Regions from separate parts of the Mus musculus genome. Here region 2 is linked to region 1. The links are chromatin contacts, called in public promoter capture Hi-C maps. All regions are on one chromosome and are shown on one strand. Each heading gives the region's core, a stretch centred on a gene start, on an enhancer-like site or on the middle of the called end of the contact. The rest is flanking DNA. Distances are from core to core; before and after follow the strand shown.

Region 1 (5,570 bases), core at 802-3,301:
ACCACATGGTGGCTCACGACCATCTGCAATGGAATCTGATGCCTTCTTCTGGTGTGTCTGATGACAGCGACAGTGTGAACTTACATAAATAAAACAAATAAGCCTTTTTAAAAAGATGGAAAATTAGGTCAAAGATATTTGTGTGTTATATGAGTAGAGCACATAAAATATGGTTGAGGAATATATAAGGAAACAAGCCAGGCAAAAACAGTCAGTGCTAGTTTGATAATATGAGAACATGCTTGATTTCCTCCATATATTGTTTATCCTGATTCTCTAGAATAAACATTGTACTAGCCCAAAGTCGTCATTATATTTGTGTGTTGGAGCTCTAATGCTCAGTACCTCAGAATCTGAGGGTAAACAATTGCGGACTGGGTCTTTTCACATTGCAATCGAGTTACAATGTGGTCACTGAAGTTAGACAGAGCAGTCCTGTAGGCTATTTCCACAGTGAGGTTAAGGGACGGGAAGACACAAGCAGAGTACTCCTAAGCAAAGGAAAGGGCTCCTAAAGGAACCAATCTTGTCCACACTCTGTTCCCAGGATCCCAGCTTCCAGATGTATGAGCAAATAAATCCTTGTTCTTTATGCCGCACAGTCCTGGTACTTTGTTAATGGCATCTTTAGCAAACTATCATAATCATTTTTTTTTTAATGAAACATCAGAAAATTAACAGGAGGAGTCCTGATATTAAGGGAACCTCTCTTCCTGAGATGCATGGAAATAGAAGGACAGTTTGGGGACCACATCACCCACCTTGAACTACCCCTCTGTATACCATCACCAAGTCAACATTTTAAATCTGTTGTGCTATTTGTCATGTGTGCTGGATTCCTGATCATAGCTAGGAGTTCCTGAATTCCCGGTTACTGGAAATGTTCGATCAGTGGCTGGGCATTCTCATGACGGAGGCCACAGAAAGGCTTGTGTGGAGTTGAAAGTGTTCTAAGATTCATGCCAGCTCTCTGCCACTTATTTCTAAGGGCAGTGTTCCTGACTTCCACAGTGCAAAGTTAATTCTGATTATTGGTCTTTACTGGATTTCTGATTCAAACTAAGATGTTTCCATTCCATTTCTCTTCAATTGCGGGGAAAGTTATTTCAGGTTCTAGCGTTCAGACCTCGTCTCTCATGCTTCCCAGACTTCAAACATCATTTTTAGCTTCCTAAAATTCTAAGGTAGACTAAATGAAGTTGTTTAAAAGTAATGCCAAAAACAGTACCCCACATCTCAAGCGGTTACACACGCGTTTAAAGCAGGAACCCGATCAACCCAATCTGCAAGAGGGGGAAAAAAAGCCAGCCTTGTTTTCTGAGTTCCTGTCACTGTTCTGGCCCTGTCATCTTCTGAAGGAATAAACACGCTTTATCCACCACACGGTCCTATTTTCCAAGAGTGTTTGCAATTGTACTGTGATATAAAACATGTCCTCAGAAACTCGGAACATGCGGTTTCTTTGTTGTTGACTTTGCATTCCTGAATTCACTTTTTCCATTCTCAACAGTAGGGCACGATCCCCCAACACAGGAGATCCTGGACCCTTTAGACTCTAGAAAGGGATTGGGGAGATACCACTGACCCTGTTGAAGTCTCCTTATGGAAACAGTTTGCTATCCAGAGCAAATGACTGGCTAGCTGGAAACTAAATTATGAATAATGCCCATAGAAATCCCAGTTCTCTACTTCCCTTCCCTGCTTTCTGGGAGAACGTTCAGCATGTGGTTTTCAATTGAATCCTGCTGCGATTGGTATTCTGATGCAATTTACCCACATCTCCCCAACGTGTGTTACTTAACAGCCTTGCCTTCCTCGAGAAATAGTATTTAGTTTCTCTCCAGGATTCAGATCTCTCAGAAGCAACCCCCATTATTAGCTCAAGAGACTGAACAAGCTGAAACGTTTCCCTTACTTTTCCAGCGGTGCCCATCCTGCCTCTCCTGGGTGTGTGGCCTGCAAACAGGAACGTCTTCTGACTGAGGCACGGTTCACTCTTCTATGGGTACCAGCATCTTCGGCCTTCAATAAATAGCGTGACTTGGAAGTTCTGCTTGCCTTTGGCAACATGACTCATAGCCTTAGAATTTTCCCAACCCAAGAAGCTCCACCCTCCTGCAAGTCAAGTGGTGAAAAGAAATACAATACACATTATGATTAGACAAAAATAAGAAGCTAACAAACATTGGATAATCAAGTCTACTATGAAGGGCCAGAAAACACCCTTACCCATTTTATTTTAGAGAATATAAAAACAGGTCGTGTTAGTTCAGCTCTGTCCAATTGATACAGAGTGCATTGCATGCCTTCTACGTGCAAGCTGTTCTGTCAGGTAGCTGACTTTAGCTATGTGGTTAGGCATTTGTATTTGCACTCCATTTGCACTCGATATAGCTTGTAGAAAGTGTGGTTAAATATAAATGAGGGTTGTGGTATGACTCCATAGTAGAGCACATGACTTGATCCGGTCTCCGTTCTTAGCAACATACACATACAATTGTATATCATGTACGTATGTTGTGTTATTTGTCACACACACTGCATTCTTCATTATAGTTAGGAGCAGTTGCCTCAAGTCCCTGAATTCTCCATCACTGGGAATATATGTTTGTATGTATGTATAGTAGATGCAAGAAAATGTATAAAACCAGTAATGGCGATGGAGATGGGAAATTAACTATAACTTGTCTTTGCTCTCAGGAAACCTGTCATTTGGCTCAAGATCACATTATTTACCCACAGAATTGCTTACTGCTTACGCACATTGGTATCCAGAAGGACCGAGAGGGAATCAGAATCCTGCTATACAAAGAGGCTCTTGCATTCCTAAAGGAATCTACTTGGGCAAGCATTTAGCTGTTCCATCATTCCAAGCCACTGTTGTCCAGTAGGCAGCAGCATCAGACCCTTCTGGATCTGCTTTTGCCTTTGAGAGGAAGAGGTATTTATGTGACAGTGGCTAGCTGTCACATTGGTACACTACTGCCTCCAACAAACCCTCCATACAGTGACAAAATTTCACTCCTGCGGGGTGACACAGTGAGGCAGGTTTTCTGTCTTTAGACAAAACTCTTCAATCCTGAAATATAGAATAAGGGCTCTTACCAACCCGGAAGATATTTGCCAGAGTTTGTTGTTCAGCTACTTACACATTGACAAACTCCTCTGAATAACGGAAAACATGTCCACAGGTCTCTCGGCATAATGCAGTAGGTGCTGTAAGTCCGATTTCACACATATTTATATCTAATTCAGAAGTGGTAATTATAATCAGTGAGTCTACTGCACTGGCCAAAGTAAACCCAGTAGGTAAAAGCATTGCCAGTGGACCAGGCTCGTATGCAAGCGGTGTTGTTTTGGCAGCAATGGTGGAGAACCGCAGCTCTTGTTGTAGGCACCGCGGACAAGAGATAGGCAGGTACGGACAGACAGACATTCTGAATCTCAACCATCAAAGACCAAGCCCAGACTCAGCAACAAAAGCTTGTTTTCCTCAGAACAGAGGCAAAAGAACTAACAAGGGTGGAGCTGGCTCCAAGGCAGCAGAGAGCCAACACGGGTGGGGCTGGCACAAAGGAAAAGTTTCTCAGTTGATAAACTCCTTAAGGGTTTTGCAAGACTTCATAACATATTAGTCTGAAAAGTAAACTATTCTCATGTTAATCTGCCAGGTGATGTTAAATAAGGTCTTAATGTTACCAATCCATCTCTCCCCAGAATCGACTAGCTAAAAAAATGTCAAAAGCTGAAAGTTGGGAAGTACCCAATTAAAAAATTATTATGCGGGGGTGGGGGTGGGGGGTGGGGGGGGTGGGAGACTTGGAATCCAGGAAGAGCTGAAAGGAAGGAAAAGACAGCCGGCTATGATCAAAATGTATTGTGTGTGTGTGTGAAATTCTCAGAGAATAAATACAAATGCTATATGGAAAAGCACACTAAAAATGCACAGCTTGAAGTCTCCAGGGTAAGGCATCAGATTACAAGCTTCCTCCTCCAAACAAAGCAATGAATGAGAAAAGTCAAATGGCAAACGATGGAAGGTGATGCTTTTCGGAACAGGGAGAGGCTGGGAACAAGGGCTAGCACAAAGGATGTAAGATGAAAGCCTAAGTAGGGAAAAACAGCAGAACGCACAGCAAAGGAATGGGCAGCACATGGCTAATCCCTGGCTCTGGACCAGGCAGATGCCTCATCTAAAGATAAATGACCGACAGTCGCCTCAGGCCTGAGTACAGAAGAGAACACTGTGCGGCAGGGAGTGACTCCGCTTGGTGGTACAGCTGTGCAGAGGAGCCACAGTTGTCACACTCAGTGTCTTACAGGGTAGCGCCAGGTGCCATCCTGGGAGGTAAGGCTGAGAAGTAAGTTTAAAACTGTGATTGTTCACGAGACAAAGACAGATCTTGAATGAATAGGCTAATGACTCACGGCCAGCCTTAGGAAGGGAGTATAAGCTAAACCTAGAGGAACTGGACAAATCAGTGAACTAGAAACTCAAGCGACAATGGAGACAAAGACACAAATAAAACTTTGCATCTTTGAAAAGATAAAGATCAAATAGTCCTTAGCCAAACTAGCCAAATAAAAGAGAAGACCAAATTAATGAAATAAAAAAAAAAAAAGACAGAAGAACAGACATGAGGCAATCATGGGAAAAAATACTTAACCATCCTATATTCAAAGAGCTGGAAAGTCTAGAAGAAATGAATAAATTCAGAGACTCATATAACACGCAAAATTTGTATTAAGTAGATATAAACAACTGTTCTTCAATGAACAAAACTATTGATATAATAACCGATAACCGTCTTCCAACAAGGAAACCTCAGGGCAGTAGGATTCCCTGTTGAACTCCATAACTCCTTTAAAAAGCGCTAACAATGGTACTTTTCAAATAACTCCATATAATCAGAAGGAACACACCAGACTCATCCTGTCAAGACTGTTACCCTGATACCAAAGTCAGATAAGGATAAAATAACAGAAACACGATAGACCACTTCCCTGATGGAGGTTGATGCAAAAATCTTGAATAAAAGGCTTATAGACCGTTGGAGTGCAGGAATTGCTCCACAAACCACACAAACACTGGTCTCAGTCAGATAGGGATGGTTTATTGAGCATACGCCCCAGGACTGGTCAACCAGGGCAATGGTTCAGATTCAGGAACTGAACCATGACCCTGAATTAAAATCCTACAGGGGTTTTAAGCCCCAAATCCACAAACATTTGTGTCATGTTATTATGCCAACCAGGATTTAGGGATAAAGGATTCCATAGGAACGTCTTTGTTGTACACTTATCCTGCTCCCATTGGTTTGGGGTATTCCAAGGTGACAGGCAACATGCCTTGTCTAACATTCATGTATGAACTTGCCAGTGGTGATGTCAGTTAAACACTTACATGTCTCTTTCTGCCAAGTACGATGTCAGTACCCAAGACCTCCTTGGGGACTGCGACTTTACTAGACCACTACTCAAAATGGAAGTCTTATTCCAAGTAGTTTCTTATATTGGTGCAGGTGTCTCTTGTTTATCCAAGAGGTAGTTTATACCATAAAAGCTTATAC
Region 2 (5,509 bases), core at 2,551-5,050, 700 kb before region 1:
TTCCACTCTCTCCCTCACCTCCCGGCTTCCTGTTCTCCCCTTCAACCAGCAGTTGCCTTTCCCTTTCAAATCACACACTAAGCCTCAAAATGGGCACACTGCCTTCAGATACTTGGATGTACCATAGTCACCTAACCTTTCCTAGCATTTGGATGTTTAACACATCTTGAGTTTTTGAAAATCAAGTGTGAGGTTGTGATCTTAGATGCTACTAGTTCCTCATTTAAGAATCATCTGACTTGGCCAGGTGTGGTGCACACACCACCTGGGAGGCAGATCTCTGTGAATTTGAGGCTAGCCTGGTGTATATAGTGAGTTCTAGAACAACGGGAGCTTTGCAGTGAGACACTATCTCAATACACAAATAAATAAATGATCTGCCATGTCCGACCCTTCTACTTTTAGTCACATCAGCACCTCCCTCTGGGTATCTGGCCGTCACCTCCTCTCTCAACATTTATCGCTGTCCAGTGTATCAGTGTGAGTGTCATAAATGATGAAGAGCAGAGTACAGCTGTCACCACTCTTGGAGCTGCTGGGTGATGGCCTCTAAGCACCATCAGCAACTGCTCCTCAGAGTCCCTTACCACTCTTACCAGGCCTGTGACCCTCCACAGGCTCCAACCAGCCAGCACACTGGAGGCACAGCTCACATGGAAAGTGGACAGAGATGGGAAGAGGTCCATTCACTTACAAGAATCATCGGTTAGCACTCTCTCCCTTCCTCATAAGCCAGCGATGGCATGGAGGATGACCTGCTTGTTTGGTCCACCGAGCATTTGGTAAGACAAAACAAAGTAGCAGCAGCAACAACAAAAATCTATATACCCACTGACATTTTGACTGACTTTACATAGAATCTAGTTCTCTTGGCTTCTCTAAGAATAAAGCTAGAAGGTGATTTCAGTGTCTCAACTGGTCATGTGCTTGATAGTCAGGCGTGAGGATGAGTTCAGATCCCCAGCATCCCCGTGCAAACCAAGCATAGGGCGCATGTCTACAGCCCACCACTGGGGAGACAGAGACAGGAGGCTCTCAGAGCTCACTGGTCAGCCAGCCTAGCAGAACTGGTGTGCTTTGTGTTCTCTGGGGGATCTAGTTTCAAAAATAAAGTGAAAAGTAGCTGAGAAAGACAACTCACGTTGGTGCCAGGCCTCCACATGCACACACACACATATGTACACAAGCATACATGTGTATGCTACATACACAAACTAGGGAGATCTGGAGGGAGGCTGAGTGTGAACTTCAGTGGTGAAACATACATTTAGTATGTGTAAGGCTCTGGGTTCAGTCCCTAAACCACAGGGACATGGGGAGAATTTTAGCATTTCAGGGGCATCTCAAAGCTCTGAGCCTGCTGTGGGTCCCACACGGGAGGGTTCAGTTCCCATCACCACTGGATGGCTCATGTGAGGGTGACCTGTAGAGACCTCCTGGAAGTAGGAGGTAGGTTTTCAGAACAAAAAGCAGTACTACACGACAGGTTACAGGCACAGGAAGTTGGGGTAGCTAACTCAAGGACAGTTCTATGACTCATACAGAGTTGCAGTGTATTTAGTGCGTTAAGGTTCTGAAGGCTGGAGAATGCTGGAGGCCAAATGACAAATGACAGGAACATGAAAGTGGAGTAGCAAGCTATCCCAAGCCTATGCCCACCCCATCTTGCCACCAGGAAGGAGCCGATGCTGGCACCAGTGTCTCATTACAGCACTGGCACATATCCTGTGGAGACTGCAGGAATTTACAATGTCCCTTCTTGATCCCATGAGGAATGCAGCCTGTTGTAGCCTGGTGTCGCTGTGGCTGGGATAAGATCATGACTAAGCAACATGTCCATGTCACAGTCCATCATTGGGGGAAATCTAGATAGGAATTCAAATGGAGACTCTGGGAGGCAGGAACTGAAGCCGAGCACATGGAGTAATACTGCTTCCTGGCTTGTTCTCACGCTCCCTCAGCATGCTTTCTTACACAACTCAGGACCACACAGGTGTCCCATAAGCCTACAGGCCAATCTGTTAGAGGGAATTACTTCGTTGCATTTTAGTTATGTTTAGTTAACTAAAAACCCAAGTGACTCATGTTTGTATGAAGTTGACAATAAGCTGCCAACTCATGGCAGTACCCCTACTGAATACTTTGATGCACTTGGCCTGGATAAAAACAGGATCCGGCAAAGTCAAGCTCTCTACTGGCGACATCATCCCACAGTCTGCACTACTAAATCCCCAGGATGACCCAAGCACCTACAGCTTCCACTCTCTAGTCTGCCCTAGGAAAATATACCTCCTTGGTTAAATGGCTGACCAATGAGAAGTTTTGTTCCCACCAGCCAAGGCCCCAGTGAAGAAGACACCCCACTGACAGACTGTTCAGTGGCGTGAGGCACACAGAAGGATGTGCACCTGAGAAAGTAACACCCTCGAGGCTCAGGAAGACATAGATCATTCCCCAAGCCTTAAACTATCAAAGGGTACATAGACAGGGAACCTGAAGGTGGCAGTCACACAGGGGCAGTTGCCAAAGCTATTTTCCTCTGGGGTTTGACCAACCCAGGTGGGGAAAGTTCCAGAGCTCCTGACCCCTCTGCTCTACTGGAGAAGACATGTGGCATCAGTGACAGGGATTAAAAGTGCCCTGGTGGCAATATTTCAAGTTATTTATCTAATATCCACCTCCGTTCTCCTTATTTACAGAGCTCTAGTTTTGTTCAGGAGACAATATGACACACTTCCCTGTCTTCCCAGGTTGCTGAACCTGTGCTACACTTCACAGAAATATAGATTCCCAGAAAGAGAAATAGAAAAGGGCAAATTCCTGCTAGAGACAGCCAGCCTTTCCTTTCTCTTCCTTGTTATCAGTGGTGAAGAGCCCCCAGAGAACAGCAGCCCTCCCTTCTTGCCACCACTAAATACCGTGAAGATTGGAGGTAGACCTTAAGGTTCATGGAGAGGAAGTTACACGGAACCCAGATGGTAGGAGCATTCATGAACCAGATAGGACCCTGCCGTTCCAGGAGGGATGCAATAAGCCTAGTCATTAATGCATCAAGATCACTCTAGGGCATCTTGTTCTGCCTGTGGTCACAGCCACAGAACCTGGAACTTCTACATTTCACTCCTCAGGGCCCTTCTGAGTAACACTGGAGATTCACTGGCTCTATACTGCAGAAGCAGAAGACAGGAAACAGTTTGTTAATGGATACATACACAGAATAACAGTGTTGCAAGTGGAGACAAGTCTGGGCTCTAGGTATCCATATGGGAGGGGGAGGAAACAAAAGACCGGGCTTGGAAAACATAGATGGGACCTGAGATGTCTTAATGCTTTGTTATAAACTGGGAAGGGCAAACCCAAGGATTTTGAACAGGAAATTGATTTGTTTGTTTTGTTCCAGAACCAGAGTTGTTGCTAATGGGGAGGTAGGAAGGAGACATGTGTCTCTTCCCGGGAGACTATTCTTGGGTGTCTTCTGTTTTTGTATTTCTGTAGAAAGCCAGAAAAGCTTTTGTTTGAAGTTCTTTTCAAGGCTGTTTAGATAGCAAGCAGGCTTGTATAAGAGATGCAGCAGCTTTTTTTTTTCTCTCTTCCTTATGTACAGGCAAATAAGATGAAGTCTCTCTTGGACAAAACTGGGCCAAGAATGTTTTTAGACCCTTTCATAGGTCTAGGACTGGGCTTTCTAGGCTCATAATACTCAGCTGTGTGTGTAGGACCCACCTGGACCACAGTACCCAGTGGGCCTCAGGGAGAAAGGATTGCAAAAACACCAAGATTTCCTGTGGTGCTGTTGAGCTCGCACAGGAATCCTATGCCTTGTCTCACCACCCCCAGAAGTGAGGCCTGCTGACTTGTGAGGCAGCACCAGTGTAGGCTCGAAGCTGCTTCTCTGTCCTTGTTTCACCTGGACAGGGAGGGAGCTGTGGAGGTGGAGACTGGTGCTGCGGATCGTGAGGTGTGAGGCTAGACAAGAGATGATGGTGGAGTTAACCCTGAGAGAGAACGCATGGACGACAGGCAATGGCTGACTTTCATGGGCTGGCCAAATCAGTGTGGCAGATCTGCAGGGGTGCAATCCAGAGGGCAGGACTTTGTTTCAGCTGAACCTTGGCCTTGGATCAGCAAGCTCTATAAACGAGCAAAGCCCTTGAGCACCTCTCTGTGCTGTGTTAGAGTCCCCAGGAATGCCGACTGCAGGCTTTCTTTAAAAAAAAAAAAAAAGCCAAACTTTATGAATCACTTAGGGAATCAAATTCCTGAAACCTGGGAAGCTGAATTATTAAAGGATTTAAAGGTGAGTCTGTCCTGTTTCTGTGGGAAGTGCTGGCCTGTTAGAAAAAAAAAAAAAACCTAACAGCATTCACACATTCCTAAAAGAAACATGTGTGTTCCTGTCTGTACACCAGCCCATAGGAATCCGAAGAAGAATCAGGAGTCTAAGGGCCAGCCTGGGGTACACAGTGAGCCTCCCTGTCTCAAAAACAAAACAAAAACCTATATAGAGTCACTGAACAGCCTGATGACCATTTCCATGTACATGGACCATTGTTCAGTTTCTATCCTGAAATGTATTTACCCAGAGCCCAGTGTCACTGAGCTCTGACTCAGGGACCCATTATCACTTGCACCTTTGTGTGAGCAGACTTCCTAACCAGGAGCTCCAGGTGTTAGGCTAAGGTAGATACTGTCCCAAGGGATATTCCAGAGACCTTGCTGACCCTCAGAAACTGCCCTCCAGCAAGATAATCAGGACACCTCCTGCCAGTCTTCCTGGGAATGGCCCCAGATATGACCACTGGCCACTTTTTTGTACTCCATCACTGTGGATACGAAACCAAGTCTGTTTAGACATCAGAACCTCTAAGATTTCTGTGGAGCCTGGCAAAGGACGTGGCTGTATCCCTCATCAATGCCTAGACTTCCTCTTCAGCTTGCCATTTGTCAGTGTGTGGTCCACAGCCTCCCCATATGTGACTATTGCTGCCCCTGTGGAAAAGCTAGGTACCCTGTCTTAGGAGCCATTAGATCTATGTGCATCTATTCATTCTTACTATTACTTGACCCAAGGGGCCAAGATTCATGTGAGTGTCATTTCTGCCTCTAAGCATGACAGTGTTGTCAATCGTACCTGGACCTTATCTTCTGCAACAGTGCTATTTCAGGTAGAAGTTATTTGAGAAACCCACTAAGCCTGGAGAAACTCAGAATTTGTTAGCAAACAAATTCTTCAAACATGGAATCCCCACTCATAGCTGCTTCCCACCAGTTTGATGTTTCAATAGGATTAGTAGCATGGCAGGAGCCAGAGATGCTCCAGTGCCCAGGAGTCTTAGATGGTTTCTGTTCACAGCAATCAGGTGTGGGCTATTCTAGGGCCAACTGACAGTAACTGAAATCGTATTATCATTCTCAAAACTAATTTAGAGACAAGTGGAGACAGTTCTCTGTTACAGAATAGAAGCCCATGTTTTAGGAGAAGAGGGGCTCTCTACCCAAAACCAAATAA

What was found. Promoter capture Hi-C pulls out the DNA fragments that hold promoters and counts their contacts.
Region 2: a promoter capture Hi-C map of cranial neural crest shows a contact between it and region 1. The contact joins the enhancer-like site here to the promoter of Adh7 in region 1. A contact is called at or near these places in 3 of 39 promoter capture datasets (the 3T3-L1 cell line, cranial neural crest and pre-B cells) and 2 of 484 Hi-C or Micro-C datasets (the Ba/F3 cell line and olfactory sensory neurons).

What each region holds. Positions count from the first base shown.
Region 1 is chr3:138,214,254-138,219,823 of GRCm38.p6, reverse strand. Adh7 (alcohol dehydrogenase 7 (class IV), mu or sigma polypeptide) reads right to left here and starts at 2,051. Exons shown (of 9, transcript NM_009626.4): 1 at 1,916-2,051. The coding sequence starts at 1,933. The region is part of intron 2 of 0610031O16Rik (RIKEN cDNA 0610031O16 gene); the gene reads left to right.
Region 2 is chr3:138,913,427-138,918,935 of GRCm38.p6, reverse strand. No RefSeq gene overlaps it. Among named protein-coding and RNA genes, the nearest start is that of Rap1gds1, 160 kb to the left of the region's middle. Within about 2 kb of position 3,800, at least 22 of the 459 cell types and tissues checked have an H3K27ac peak or open chromatin away from gene starts, as enhancers often do.